Linked DNA regions of Mus musculus: region 2 is linked to region 1. A link is a contact called in public HiChIP or PLAC-seq data. All regions are on one chromosome and are shown on one strand. Each heading gives the region's core, a stretch centred on a gene start, on an enhancer-like site or on the middle of the called end of the contact. The rest is flanking DNA. Distances are from core to core; before and after follow the strand shown. Region 1 overlaps Poc1b (POC1 centriolar protein B). Region 2 has its middle 39 kb from the start of Gm20110.

Region 1 (4,566 bases), core at 1,150-3,649:
TCCTTGCCAGTTTCAGATCACGCTGTACATGCTAGTGAGTGGTCCTGTGATTAGCCGAGCGCCCTGCCAAGGTATTTATTTCCTTATTACGTTGATTTCACTTATTTCCTGCTCTCCTTTCAGCTGAATATTGCTTGTCTCCCACATTTCTTCCCTCCTTTATTGACATTTTGGATTTACTCTGTTATTTTTGTGTTCCTTGGTAATATCTAGAAGTTGATTATACATCCTTTTTTTTTTTTTTCTTCAAGACAGGGTTTCTCTGAGTAACCCTGGTTGTCCTGGAACTCACTCTGTAGACCAGGTTGGCCTTGAACTCAGAAATCTGCCTGCCTCTGCCTCCCAAGTGTGGGATTAAAGGCGTGCACCACCGCTGCCTAGCCCTGATTATGCATCCTTAACACCATCTATTATATATAACATTTTATTTTACAACATTTTAGACAAAATGTTAGAACTTACTAAGTATATCCCCATTCCCCCACCTTTTGACAATTTTACTTGTTCACATGGTAAAAACCTGGGTTGTTCAGCAGCTGGTTTTCTCTGAAAGTAAGTAAGAAAAAGTGCTTCTACATTTTGTGTCTGTATTTCCAGTTCCAGCATAATTTACTTATTTGAATAGATCCCAGTTTCCATCTGCTGTCATTTCTTGAGCTTGAAAAATGTCATTTATCATGTCCCATATTGCCATTCTCCTGGTTGTGACTCCCCTCGCTTTTCGTTCCACGTTTATAAAGGATGCTTATTCAGAGATATATAATCACAGCTTTTGAAGTATCTCTTGCTACAGCTCCTTCTTTAGGTTAAGAAAAAAAAAACTCTCTTCTATGATTTTGTTGAAAATATTTTCTTCTCTTTCCTCTATTCCCATTTTTTGTAGATTTTGTCTTTTCATAATGTCCCCAATTTCCTAGTTATTTTTCGTAGTTGTTATTTTTTTTAGATTTAATGTTTTCTTTGGCCGGGATATCCATTTCTTCTTCTTATGTTCAATGACTGACATTCTCTCTTCCATTTCTCATTGTGAGAGAGGCTTGCCTCTGAGGTTTCTGCTCACGTTCTTAAATTTTTCATTTACAGTCTTTGCTCCGTTTGAGTTTTCTTTATTGATTCTGTTTCTACCTGCAAGGCAAACTAGTTTCTTCATTTGACTTTTCATAGATTTCTCTATTTCTTGCTTAAGGACCTCTAATGGTTTTTTTTCAGGGCCTACTGTAGCAGAGCTGCTGGGCTTCAGTGGAGACATATTGTCCTGGCTATTATTGATTGTTTTTAGGCTGGCTTCTAGGCATCTGGATTTGAGATGGTTGTAATTCTACATGCTGACTTATTGACTTGTCCTATTGGGTGGATGTTAAGCTCTTTAGTTTCTGTTGTCCTTTCTAATTTTTAGGAGACTGTGATAGCTGTAGATTGCCTGGTATGAAATGCGTCAGAGATCCTTTCAAGTATGGCCACTGGGCTTGCTTCTGAATAGAATGGCTTCCTGGTATTGGGCGCTGACACCTACAGACTAGGGTGGGCTAGAAGGGAGGGTCTAGGAGAGTTCCACTAGAGGGAAGAAAGCAGAGCGTATCACCAGAATCTGCTTAGCCCCCTGGGAATGGGGCAGAGAGAGAGGGGAGGCTCCAGCTGGTGGTCTGCTACAGAGCTGTGGATGCGAGTGAGCTGAGTTTAGAGGAGAGGCAGGATGCCTGCCTGCCTGCCTTGTGGGTGTGCCTGCTTTTGGCGAGGGAGGAGTGGTGACCGGCTCTTGGGTTCCATGGAGAGCTACGTAAGGTAGAGGCTGAGATTAAGGAAGGGGCTGGTGAGGGAAGCTGTAGGACAAGATCCAAGTGATCTGCTGGAGAGAGGACAGAGAGGAAGGCCACAGCAGGTGACTTGCTACAGAGCTGGGGGTGAAACTGGGGCATTAGACTATAAGGAAAGAAGAGGAGAGAAGGCCTGAGTGAAGATCACCGTTCCCCAGCCCCCAGTTGTTTTATAAAATGAGGTAAAAATAAAAGTTATGAGTACAGCATCAGGACAGCTTGTGAAGAAGAGCAAGGCCCTAAGAGAAGCTGCTGCAGTGCCAGGAAGATCTCACTAATGCAGATGAAGAGGCAGACAGTCCTGGGGACTTCCAGTCAGCAAGCAGTACGTCAGACTTGGCCCACAGCCAGTGTAAAGCCACCGGACATTTTGAGGGGGAAAGTGACCTGCTTTGATTTAAATTTCAAGTTCATTTCTGTTCCTGGTGGACTGGGAGAGAGTAAAGTGCCAGGTGCAGCTGGAGAAGGTTCAAGGACAAGGAAAGACGGGGAAAGACTGGAAATCAACCATGGGACAGATGACTCGGGGAGGGACATGGTGCAGAGTTCAGTGTTGGAAGTGCTTTCTGGGTGCTCAGAGCGGATGCCCTGACAACCGCTATATTTATAATAAGGATCCCGGGATCAGGAATGTTAGTGGTAGAGCAGCGTGACAATTACTTACTGTTTGATGCCACATGTAATCTCTTTATACCAGCTTCACTTGGCTTCTGTTTCTCAATAGTTGCAGGGATGAATTCTACTAGCATCGTCAACAGATGGCTTATCTTCTTACCACTTAAGGAAACATAAATGTTTTCTTTGTTCCCCTGGCCTTCACCCTCAGAATGTAAGCCTAAAACCTATGAAAGAGAAATCTGACATTAGTAGTTAGTAATGAATACATGAGAGCTTTAGATCTCATTGTAATCTAAACTCATTACACCAAGAGAAAACTGGATCCCATGTGTAGTGAATTTCATGGGGTTACATAGCTGGGGTGGGGGCTGAGGGGTGGTGTGTTAGAGTGTCAGAGGGGAAAACATGAAATTGGCCTTGGAATCAGGCCTACAGTAGGCATTTCATTATTTTGGGTGTCTTCTTTCTGCCATACCTACTAGGGACATGTTGCTCATCAATCAAGAAGCAGTACTCCACATTGTTCGTAGAGCACCAAATGCTGAAAGTGTGGTTTTATTTAATAAAATAAAAAAACAAAAACAAACAAACAAACAAAAACATGGACTAATAAACAGTCAAAGGAGAGCCATGGCTCTAACTCAGTGTTCACATACTTGCCCAGCATGCATTGCATCTCCACCCCCCACTGAAATAACAAAATAATCCAGAGGAAAACAACACTTGAGTATGAACTCGGACATACAACTTTATATAGGTCAAAAACTCCATATATTCCAAATTACAGGGCTCTTGTTATTTAATTGGGGATACTCGCAAAGACCGGTAAGGCAGTTTTTCTTGAAAAAAACTTTTTAAATGTCTTCATTATTTCGGTGTGCCAGTGATCCTTAAGGGAATCAACAGTAATTTGGGGTGGACTTGTCAAGTGTTGCTCAGAGAATCCATTAGTCACCACTGACTAATTCCTGGAGTCTTAAAAGGTGGTTGGGTAGAACTAAATTGAGAATCAGCAGTCTGTTAGTTTTCAATATAAACCTTAGATACTCCTAACATTTTAAAAATTAACAGTCCTGCTAGATATTGTTTGAACCTTGACAAGAAACGTCTTAACTTCTCCTCATGAAGTCAAGACAAAGAGGAACCTGTCTTTTGGGTGCTAACTTTTTTTTTATGTATCTAATTAATGTACAGATCAACATACTCACATCCAACCTCTTAGAGGAATCAGAGTGAGGGGGCAGGGGAGAGAGCCTCCTTCCCCAACGCTCCTGCATCCTAGCCTCCGCCTCCCCTTCCTGCTAACCTGAGGTGCACAGCCCCTTCCTAGCTTTAGTACCAGGAAGTTATTCCCAGGACGGAGCCTCCTGCTTAGGGTGAGTTTTGGCTCCTGAAGAGAGCCTGCTTTTCCTTCCTGACACGTCTCGTTAAACCCCATTTCTTCCCTGCTTCTGGTGACACAATTTTGTTGTTCTTGTTGCTAAATATATATATATATATATATATATATATATATATATATATATATATATTCTTTATGCCAGTATCTATAGTTGCATTGTTTGTGAAAGCTTTGGGAGAGAATTCTTATCTCACCCCTAACTGCATGCCTGCTGTCGGAACAGCCCAGAGCTGTGTGCTAGCAGGAGCTCTGTCAATCTCTGAGTGATTGGCCTCCTTATGAAGTATCACAAGGAAAGCGACCACACTTATTTTACTTAACTGCTAGTAGCAACCAGTGGCAGTACGTGTAATTTTTCTCTGTATTCATTTTTATTGAGGTTTCCTGTATGCGTGTAATGTGCTTTGCTCAAATCTAAACCTCGCCCCCTTCCTTCTAACTTTGTCCCTAACCCCCACCCCACCCCCCAACATAGATATTTAGTAAAAGGATCATCTATATCACAAGAACACTGCCTTGCAAGATCACTCAGTGTAGTAAAGTGCTTGATACACAAGTGTGAGGACCTGAGTTTGATTCCCAGCACCCATGTAAAAGCCACATGCACACTTGTAATCCTGTCACTGAGTAGGAGGAGCCAGGAGATCCCTGGAGCCCATTCGCTAGCTAGCTCCTGCTGAGATGGCCAACAGGATCTGCTTACCGATTCAAACACATTGCTAGTCCAAAGTT
Region 2 (4,566 bases), core at 1,435-3,934, 430 kb after region 1:
TACAGTCCACTGCAGCTTCTAAATATTTGAGTTCTTGCTTAAGTATTTAGTGATAGCATAAATCTCATGTGGTTTTTGGTGAGGTTTCTCTGTCTCAGTTGCTGCGTGTCCTTGTGTTATCTTTGCAAACAAATCTCTATGAGATAGATCCAATTCCTATCTTCATCTTTTAAAGAGGGAAGTGAGGTTAAAGAGTTTAATAGCTCTCGACTTGTAAAACGTTAGAGGATGGGTGCTTGGCCTCTCTCCATCACGTTCATACTCCTCCACGTTAATTGGCCCCTATACATGAACTGCATTAACACAGCTCTCCATCTACCTCTCGAAGTTAAGCAGATGTTATCCCAGGTTTTGGCTGTCAATACCAATCATCCTGAAACTTCTTGTATCATTAACCAAACCTGACTTTTTTCAGAGTCATTTTCAATATTGCAGACAAACTGAAGGCAATGGGACTGAGGATATCCTAATGCCCCAAACTGGAGACTCTATTGAATATGATGGTTTGCACAGAAACCCCACCTACTGGCAAGTAGAAAAGATATGGGAGCCAGTTATGGCAGTACCAACACTGCTGAAGCCGAGGCAGGAGGATCAATGGTGTGATAATATGATGAAGGTTGAGGAGAGGAGACAAGAGAAGATTTGGGAGTTGCAGAGGCTGGTATTAACCAGTTCCCCGAGTAAAGAAGTGAGTGGCACCATCTTACTTTTGATAATACTGGTTCAAATATATGGATGCAGTGGAGGTAAGACTGGCATATGACTTGAGTAATGGCTGAAACTTCTAAGATGGAAGAGAAGGGAGAGGAAACAGCATAAGCCAGAGTTCAGATGCAAAATGGAGCTAGGAAGCTAGCAAGAGAGACACGTCAAGAACCGGAATCTGTCACAGAGCCAGCAACAGAAAGCAGGCACGGAGCCAGCCTTGAAGGAAGCTGCCGTTATCTCAGAGTGGGCAGTGTTGTACTCTTGACATAACTCCAGGCATTGCTGAGATGATCTAACCTGATGCTGCTCATTCTGTGTCACTCTTCAGGCCTCTCCATGACATAAACGTGATGCTGCTTCCTTCTTTGGTCACATATAATTGGCAAATGTTTACTCTCTGCCATCATTCCAAGCACTAAAGAGCTTCCCAGGATCTGCATTCAAAAAACAAGTCAAAACCAAACCAAACCTATTGTTGAATGTCCCATTCATAAAGAAACCATCTACTATGAACCAGACACTGTCCCTCTGTGCTCATGAAGTCAACCAGCATGTCTTTATTGTGCCCATGCTGAGCAGGATCTGGGCTTAGTCTCTTGCCAAAAATTAGGTGTTTCACTTAAAAACAAAACAAAACAAAAACCCAACCAACCAACGAAACAAACAAACAAAAACAAAGATTGAGAAATTACTTTTTCTTTGACATCAAGAAATGCCAAGTGAGTTTTTTAGGCTTTGTTAAAAAAATGATGAAGTTTGGAACTTTCCAGACAGCGAATGTAGGTGTTAAGTGGGTTTTCAACCAGTATTTGAGTCATTACATTTATCACGCAGTTATTATAAGTTATTATTTTTGTCTTTTAAAGTTGAATATTTGGAATAGAGGAACACTGCCTTTGCTTTTCAAAATGTTTTTGTATTGCTGAAAATAGAAATAATGAAGGAGGAAAAAAAAAACCTCAAAAAAGAAGGAATCATGCTTTCAGTAAATCAGGAAATGGTTATTTTATAATTCAAACATAACTGGACGCATTTGTTCTCATGATGCATAGGTGGGGGCATTCAGCTCAGCTAGTGGGCACATTCTCATATTCAAATCCAGCTCTATAAAGCCTCCTTCTAGCAAGCCCTTCAGCTATCTTAAGCTTATCTTATCTTTATAGCCTCATTCACTAGAGCCATGATATCCATTGATGCAGTGGTTAGGGGGCAGATCCTCAGTGTTCTCACAGTATTGCTATATGTAATAAATATTCATAAAAGCTGCACAACACAGGTCCTATGTGCATGCTTGCTGATAGTAGCTATCATAAAAACGATTTAAGAAAAACACCTTTATTAAAAAAAAAAAAGGTTTCTTGAAAGATTGTTTAGGGGTGGTACACGTCACAATGCCCCTGTGGAAGTCAGAGAACAGGCTGCAATATTCATTTCTCTTCTTTTTAGGCTAGAATGTAGGTCACCAAGCTTGGCCAAGAAAGTGGTGTTTTTTTCTGTTTGTTTGTTTTTTTTTCCTCCCCCTGAGACACTTACGAGTCCTAAGATATTTTTCTTTTCCAGGAATTATTTAGGATGCGTGGACCAACCGTCCTTGCATTAATTATAAAGATGAACTTTGGTTCATTTGTCCTTGGTGTTGGTTTTAAAAGGAAAGGGTCCTAGCTTCTATCTAGTTGTGCATCTTTGAGGGAGGGTGATGTATTTAACTTCCCAGCTCTGACCTCATGTTTATGAAATTTGCACGCATGGTGTGAAATGACCTTTGCGTTTTTGAGCTCTTGGGCAGAGTTTCCCACCTCCTTGCAGGGTGAGGAATCTAGACAGCTGCTTGCTGGCATAAGGTAAAGTTGTAGATAGTAGCAGCTCCTTCCTACCTTTAGCCAGAAGCCCTTCCAGCAGACACCAAAGACTCCCGGGCATTTTGCTGCACTCTGGCTTTTCAAGGATCTATTGGCACATTCTCTTCCTGCTTGGTAATTAAGACCAGCTGTCTCCATTTGAAAGGAAGGAATCCCTTTAAAGTCCTCTCCATCCTCTCTACAATGTGCTACTGAAACATGCTAATTAGTAACTGGACTTAGGACAACACAGACATGTGTTTCCTGTGAGACTGGAGAAGGAAGAGGAGGAGGAGGAGGCATAGGAACATCTGCGTAGTTGCATATGTGTGTATGTTTTTCTAATTTTCAAAATGACATTTTGAAGGAGAATCTTTCTACTTCAGTGTGATCAGTAACCAGGATGGAAGGCTCCGGAGGTGGGGGTAGGGCAATGAATTAACTTCTCCGGCTTGGTTTGTCAAGCTCACTACTTAAGCTCTTTGGTATCCCTCTTCCATCCATAATGCAGGCTTCCCTACCTCATCAAATTAGCATCCTTACTCTCACCTCCTTGCTTTTCACAGTCCTATCAGGAATCACTGGACTTCAGAGATTAAAAAAAAAGTTCTCTTTTCTTTGAAGACCCCATTCTGTAGTAAACTGATAGCCAAGTGGCTTTGCAACAGTTAGCACACTGGGGGATTTGACAAGAAGTCACAATGTTGAAAGGTGGCATTGTGTGAAGTGTCTTTAGCTAAAAATGGGGAAGACACCACTTTCCCAGCATAAACTGTGCTCTCTTACAAATAACTTGTAGCATCAGTTCATGGTTTTAAACTTGCCAGCAATCACCGCTTGGAGGCAAGAACTACTCAGGACACTGGAGGGGAAGCGGGCTCACTGGTTCATTTTACAGGGAAGAACTTGGGGGTTGACTTAAGTGGATATGGAAAGCTGGGGGTTGGGGAGGCTGCAGGTTGGTGCTTGGGAAAAGAGTGGGCTGCATCTTCTACCTCCAAGATCATTCTCCTGGGGCAGTTGGGCCAAGAGCCTGCCCCAGAATTTCTGCTACTTGTCTCGGCTATGCCTCTGGACATCTCAGAGGCTGCTCCTGTAATGTTCTGCATCTCTGTTGATCTCATCATCGTGCTTCATCGACTCATAGTTTCAAGTCTTACTGTGGGAGTCTGATAGATGACAATCCATATGACCTGACTCTACTGTAGGATGGGAAAAGACCTATTGTTTATGGAAGGTATTGTTTATAGAGGGTACAGATGAAGTTTTGGCTACTGTTCCCTGCCACTCCTCCACAACAAACTATACAAAGTCGTAATAATATAGTTTCCCATGAAGTAATTATATTGTTTTTTAGTGAGAAAATGTGATCAATAGCTACCATAGAGCTGTATGCTATAGCTCTACATTACAAATGTGGAATACTGTTTGTCCAATGTCAATCACTTATGAGTAGATAAAGCCTTGCAGGGTACATCAACAGACAGCCCACCATTGATAACTGTACACCTGGCCACAAGCCTTCCTCTTAGTGGCCAGCTAACATCTGGGAGTCATCTGCTGACCCCTCCAGTGAGTTACACAACTCAGAGACGGGGGGTGGGGGGGGGTTGTCAAGCCTCATTCCAAATATGCTGGGTGTCTTGTGCAAGGACCTACCTGAGCTTTCTGGTAACCTGTTCTGATAGGCTCATTTTACCTGCTCCTTTTTCCTGCCCTGCTACTGATGTCCCTAGATTCCTGGCTCAGCTTGGATTTCATTTTTCTCCCAAGAGAAAGCTGGTTGAGAGTGACAGAATTGCTGGTTTCCCCTTAGATGTTGGCTCTTCTATCTGCAACATGCCTTTCTCCTTGGACTCTTGGATTCTTATTACTATAACAGACATTTTCATATTCTCTCTCTCTCTCTCTCTCTCTCTCTCTCTCTCTCTCTCTCTCTCTCTCTCCCCCCCCCCCCCCAGTAACTCTAGATAGAAGCAAATGGAATGAGAGAGAAAAAAATGTGTGTGTGGTATTT

What was found. HiChIP or PLAC-seq counts read pairs in DNA pulled down with a chosen protein or histone mark.
Region 2: an H3K27ac HiChIP or PLAC-seq map of oligodendrocyte precursor cells shows a contact between it and region 1, with 7 times the contacts expected there. The contact joins two enhancer-like sites. A contact is called at or near these places in 10 of 39 promoter capture datasets (the C10 cell line, the HPC-7 cell line, cranial neural crest and 7 more), 1 of 15 datasets of contacts at CTCF or cohesin (the NIH/3T3 cell line), 1 of 484 Hi-C or Micro-C datasets (bone marrow-derived macrophages), 5 of 115 datasets of contacts at active chromatin or transcription factors (bone marrow-derived macrophages, microglia, oligodendrocyte precursor cells and 2 more) and 3 of 9 other capture datasets (adipose tissue, embryonic stem cells and liver).

Annotation. Positions count from the first base shown.
Region 1 is chr10:99,134,397-99,138,962 of GRCm38.p6, forward strand. The region is part of intron 4 of Poc1b (POC1 centriolar protein B); the gene reads left to right. Among named protein-coding and RNA genes, the nearest start is that of Galnt4, 29 kb to the left of the region's middle. Within about 2 kb of position 2,400, at least 16 of the 459 cell types and tissues checked have an H3K27ac peak or open chromatin away from gene starts, as enhancers often do. A contact at or near this core is called in oligodendrocyte precursor cells, where this site is marked.
Region 2 is chr10:99,567,682-99,572,247 of GRCm38.p6, forward strand. No RefSeq gene overlaps it. Among named protein-coding and RNA genes, the nearest start is that of Gm20110, 39 kb to the right of the region's middle. Within about 2 kb of position 2,685, at least 24 of the 459 cell types and tissues checked have an H3K27ac peak or open chromatin away from gene starts, as enhancers often do. A contact at or near this core is called in oligodendrocyte precursor cells, where this site is marked.